2 separate regions of the Mus musculus genome follow, and region 1 is linked to region 2. Evidence: chromatin contacts called from public HiChIP or PLAC-seq data. All regions are on one chromosome and are shown on one strand. Each heading gives the region's core, a stretch centred on a gene start, on an enhancer-like site or on the middle of the called end of the contact. The rest is flanking DNA. Distances are from core to core; before and after follow the strand shown.

What was found. HiChIP or PLAC-seq counts read pairs in DNA pulled down with a chosen protein or histone mark.
Region 1: an H3K27ac HiChIP or PLAC-seq map of heart atrium shows a contact between it and region 2, with 3 times the contacts expected there. The contact joins the enhancer-like site here to the promoter of Cysltr1 in region 2. A contact is called at or near these places in 2 of 39 promoter capture datasets (macrophages and pre-B cells), 1 of 484 Hi-C or Micro-C datasets (uterus), 4 of 115 datasets of contacts at active chromatin or transcription factors (bone marrow-derived dendritic cells, embryonic stem cells, heart atrium and 1 more) and 4 of 9 other capture datasets (adipose tissue, embryonic stem cells, liver and 1 more).

The regions. Positions count from the first base shown.
Region 1 is chrX:106,654,320-106,657,019 of GRCm38.p6, forward strand. All of the region lies in intron 1 of Gm5127 (predicted gene 5127), which reads left to right. Among named protein-coding and RNA genes, the nearest start is that of Gm24491, 5.7 kb to the left of the region's middle. Within about 2 kb of position 1,437, at least 5 of the 459 cell types and tissues checked have an H3K27ac peak or open chromatin away from gene starts, as enhancers often do. A contact at or near this core is called in heart atrium, where this site is marked.
Region 2 is chrX:106,602,302-106,605,114 of GRCm38.p6, forward strand. Cysltr1 (cysteinyl leukotriene receptor 1) reads right to left here and starts at 1,378. Exons shown (of 4, transcript NM_021476.5): 1 at 934-1,378. The region is part of intron 1 of Gm5127 (predicted gene 5127); the gene reads left to right.

The sequences.
Region 1 (2,700 bases), core at 187-2,686, 52 kb after region 2:
GGAAAAAGTGATGCATTCAAGCATGCTCTGACTGGCAGGAATTTTGAGTTCTTGTAGAACCTCTAAATAGAAGAAGGAAGAGGGACATGTAAACAGGCCAAGTTCCCCAAAGTATTCTGTTCTTAGTAATGTTAGTTTATCACCCCTCCCCTTAGATTATGGTTTGCCTTTAAGAAATTTCCAGAATTATGAAAGAGTTATGTATGATACTTTTCCCAATGTTTTTTTTCCTCTCATGGAGGAAAGGATTTGTAATTATAATTCTAGGTGTCAGTTTCTCTTTGTAGCACTTTAAATTTTTTCTAAGCTTACCTTCCCAGACCTACCTCACTACAAAAAGGAAAGTTACAGAAAAGAGGAAGTATAATTATGTGTGGTGTTACCTAGGTATCTGCTCATCTTCCATAGGCAAGACCTTCTGAAGACTCCCCTTCTCTGCAATAGCACAATGTATTTGCTTAGATTTTGAAATACCATCACTTTATACATAAACTTACTTGAATTAATGCATTATACACTTGAGAGTATATTAGTATTATTCATTGGATTGAACTTATGTGAGTAAATATTATCATTAATTGTAGTCATTTATTAAAAAGAAACTATGCAATCATGAGTATTACTACTAGAGTCGACTAGTTTATTGAGTTTAGCCAGGGGATAAATGATAATTACCACAATCTCTAGGTAATGGTCTTGGTTCTATTCTGGAGCTGTTTACAGTAATATTAATGTGCTAGGTTTTTCTTTCACCTTCCAGATTCTCTGTACCTCAAAAAGTCTGTGTGCTCTTGACATCGTCTTGCTTAAAATCCACTTCCTTAGTTTCGAACAAGGCTTTTGCTCTTTCCAAGGGTTTGTATTACAAGGTTATCTTGCAAGGTTAAAACATTCATTTATTCAGAGGCAAGCAGATCTCTGCTTGCTCAAGGATAGCCTTGTCTACAGAGCAAATTCTGGGGCAGCCAGGGCTACACAGAGAAACACTACCTCAAAAACCCAAAACCAATCCAAACCAACTAAGCAACCAAACCAACCAACCAACCAACCAACCAACCAACCAACAAAAGCCCCCAAAACAATGGTTTTTCCCTTAGTGGTACATAATAAATCTACATAGGAACATAGTATGATTTCCTATAAATGTGCTTTCTTTGTCTTCCTCCTTAAGCTTGCACCTTTCTCCTCATTCTCCATGCACCCCATTCCATTTTCAGCTGGAGCTGCCAGGTCCAAGATCTACTCAGGTCAACACAGCTTCCAGTACATGCCTTGCTCAAAGGCAGGTACCAGCTGCTATATTGGGTTTCTAGAAATTACTTGTCAAAGGCAGTTGTCTCTATATTTTTCTTCTGTGAAGAAATGTTATCCTGTACTTGTTGAGAGCCTTTGGCACAAATACTTGCTTCCTTCAGTTTGGGAACTGGGCAGTGTGAACAAGTGAGTGCATCAGATATAAATATCACATTAGAGTTGACAGTTCCTAATGTCTCATGGACAGATAAAGGGAGAGCCAGAAGTAGCAAAGGAATCCCAGAAATGCTTGATGTGGTAGTATTAAAATCACCTTAGTTATTTTATGTGCATAAATGATTCATTTGCTCAAGAATCCATTGGCTCATTAGAACTGTAAATATCGCTAAATGTGTGACAAATGTATTTGAACTTGGATATTAAAATATTTCTATATCCTTACTCCCCAGTTTGTTTCTCTTATAAAATAAGCTAAGTTCTATTCTAATTCAATTAAAACAAAATTTGAAGTACAGTTACAACAGTAATTTATAAACTCACACCTGAATATTTCACTCAAGCAACCAAAAATTTTTTTAACAGACTCTGTTCACAGGGTCCGGTCATCTTACCCCTTCCTCCTCAAAAACCGTTACTTTAACTTTGATCTTATGCCAGCATGCCATCATATTGCATCCTCCACTCAAAGCATTATAAAAATAGAAGTGTCATGGGGGCACTGGGAAACAGAAGAGTTCTTGGTGGCAGGGAATGAGACAGTGTGGGGAGAGGTGATGCCAAAGAACTGGGCATTGGTCAGCAAGGCATACTTGAAATTTTTCAGTTTTGGCTCTCTATAAAATAGGGCCAAAGAACAACAAAAATTAGAGATTTACTCTGTATTGAATACTTTAATCCATGATATTAAATATTCTCATTGTGATTATTGTGTGGAAGAAAAACTGAAAGTGTATTGCCAGATCAGTTGGTCATGTATCTCTAGTTAAATTCCATGTGCTAATTGGATTCTTAAGCATTCAGACCTAAAGTATGTGTGTCCTAGAAACCAAGTAGAATAACAGTGTGTTGCTAAGCTGAAGGAAACAACTCCATTATTGCCATTTGGCACTAAACATCATATGTTGAGTTATTCCTTTGCTTCTTGGACATTTAAAACACATCATAATGTGCTACTATATATTTGGTTAGAAATTCCCGTATTGAGGCAACAGTGATATCAGCATATTTATGACATTCTACTTGAGTAGAAACCTAGATTTTCATGAATTAAATTGAATGAAAACATCATTTGGATATTTTATAAATTTCCTAGTTACGGATGTTCTATGTGATAATATCTTTTTATATTTGCATTGCTCATTTGAAATTTCCATTGACTGCAATGAATATCATGAAACTTGGCCCTTTTAACAACAGTGTGACTAGTTAATTACTATTAGCTTCCAT
Region 2 (2,813 bases), core at 128-2,627:
TAGTTTGATCTCCTTGATTTCAAAACAATTGCAGAGACAGGGATTTAGAACCACTGAATTTAAAAAGGTAGTGCCTGCCAGTCTATTTGCATACCATTGAAAATAGCTAAGAAGACAAAAAAACGTTCTTGTCCCATGTGGTTGATTAAATTGTATGACTTCTTAGTCTAATGTTAACCTAGTGAGTTTAGCCCTAAGTTACAAAGTAGGTCATAGGTATTTCTACTAGTTGTCTGTAAGTTGATAGGGCTTTCTTTCTGTAGTCTTGAGTCAAATGGCCAGTTTCTAGCAGCGTGGTGTGTTGCAAGGAAATTCCTTAACCTGTCTGAGTCACTTTTCTCTTTACCTAAGAGAGGGGCCTGGGGGAGGGTAGAATGAGAACTATGATGAGAATGAAGGAGTGGGGGAAAGAGGGACATCCTGTCTCAATTATAGGATGCAAAGAAGGTGAAAAGTGTGAAACTTTGAGCAGGATGTAAAGTGAATTAAGTAAGAAGAAAACAAAGCATGAAAGTGCCTCGTGAAAAGTCTAGGTCAGCCCCCAACTGGTTGGTTTACGTGCAGCAGCAGCCGCTGAACACATTCTTTCCACATTTAAATCTGCATTACAGAAGCTCCAGGGTAGCCTTAAGATGGGAGCTTGAGGCCGATTTTGCACTTCTGGCTGAGTCGTAAAGGTGCTGGAGGCTTGAGGAATGCCACCTCAACAGTTTGCCATTTTGAGCGTGCAACAGAGGCAGTGAGCTACACTTGCTGACAGGCTGATTAGACGATCAGAGCTCTGGCCAAGAACCAAAGCCGAAAGAATGCAGATGTTCAGATTAGCAGCTTAATTCAAGGCAGATAAGGCAGGGCAGTTATCCACAATCTCTGAGGCATTTGGTAGAATCTGCCATCAGTTCAACTTTGCTCCAACCAACCCAATTTTCTTACCTGCTGATTCCAAGCTTCACAGTTTAAGGTCCTTTTGCTCCCTGAAGCAAGATCCAAATCTTCAGAAATTCCAACCTGCTAGTCTCCTGGTGAGCTAACCCTGGATGGTGAGCTGCAAATAAGTCTGGATATTCGGGATGGTCCACTCCATTCACAGGGCTCCTGCTCTTTAGGAATGTTTCTTTTCCAGAGGAGAGAGGTCAGGCCATGGCACATTTGCTAGCCAATAGACCTCGACTCTTCTTCCTGTTTCTTAGTACTTCTCAAGCCGCTTCAACCCCGCCAGAGTTTGGCTTCCCTGGTTTAAAGTGGGGGAAGGGAAAGAGCGGAGAGGGAAGAAGAATAGAAACTGGAGACTTGCACGTAATATGCACAAATGAGTGTTTATCTCTGGCTACTGCAATAGAATCCTCAGGAAGTCATGCAGCTGCTCTGAGGTGGGAAGTAAGGAGGAGTGTCTGCTGTTCAGCTTACTTCTCTCTGATTTTTATGACTGGAGGGTGCTTAGGCTATTTGTAGGCGGGGAAAAGATAATCCTACCAGTATATGCTAATATATCTGGCATTATGTGAAACTTGATCTTAAGATATACTTCCTCTTTACCTCTCTCCTTCCATATATCCTCTCTCCTTCACAGGCTGTATGTGTGTGTGTCCCCCTCCTTCATGAAATTTGTGATTCTATAAGAATTTTGAAAAGCATTTTTCTTTTTGATTGTCTCATATCCTAGGAGGAAAAGGACATGCCAATCTAGAGTGTGCTAATTAGAACCTGAGGTGTGATTTGATGTTGAAGACAAATTGATAAGATTTTGAAGTAAACTGGGTGAATGAACTACTTTGAATTTTACTATGAAAGTCCTGTGTTGGGATACACACACACACACACACACACACACACACACACATTGTGTAAACGTAGCCTTATTATTAATAACTAGTTGGAAGGACTTGTAAATGTCCTTATAACAGTGGCTTTCTGGCCAGTTATGGGCTACAAGAAAGAAATTTCTCAAATTTTCCATCTTTAGGCAGCCTAATGACTTTACAGTCACTCTTTATCCTCTTCCACGGAATCCTTGGATGCAGTGGTAATGATGATGCTTGGGAGAAAAGGTCGTCCAAGAACATTTAAAAGGGAAGCAAACATTTGGATTCAAGAGCAGACTTTAATCCTATCTTGGGAATTTTATTGCTATTTTAGCCAGTATTTATTCAATGGAATTGAGTTTATAAGAGATACAGAGTATAAAGTTTTACTTCCCCTCCAGTATGTGTTGTTTTCAAGGAGTTTGAGTTATGGCAGAAGGGGTATTTTTTTTTAGATACTGAAGAAAAGTGCTTTAAGATAGCACCACTTGGGGCTGGTGAGATGGCTCAGTGGGTAAGAGCACCCGACTGCTCTTCCAAAGGTCCAGAGTTCAAATCCCAGCAACCACATGGTGGCTCACAACCATCTGTAATGAGATCTGATGCCCTCTTCTGGTGTGTCTGAAGACAGCTACAGTGTACTTACATATAATAAATAATAAATAAATCTTAAAAAAAAGAAAAGATAGCACCACTGTTGGTGTAGCATCGAGGGGGTGCCCCCCCCCTCTGACTTCTTTATTTCTTTAGTTGTGTCTCTGTTCCTGAGTGATGGGAAGAACAGGCTTTCCATCAGCTCTGACAGGGCTTCACTTTCTATTAGCTGCTCCAATCTTACTGTGTTTTCTGGAACTGACTGCATTCCATTTCTCCTTTCCTTCTCTCGCCATCCTTTCTTCTCCATCCAGTTTCGTTGCAGCTATCGCCTTACATTTTCAGAAGATGTTAACAGGGTAGACTGACACCTCTCTACTGTTACCTCCCTGCTTCCCTCTCCTCACTTTCCTAGAT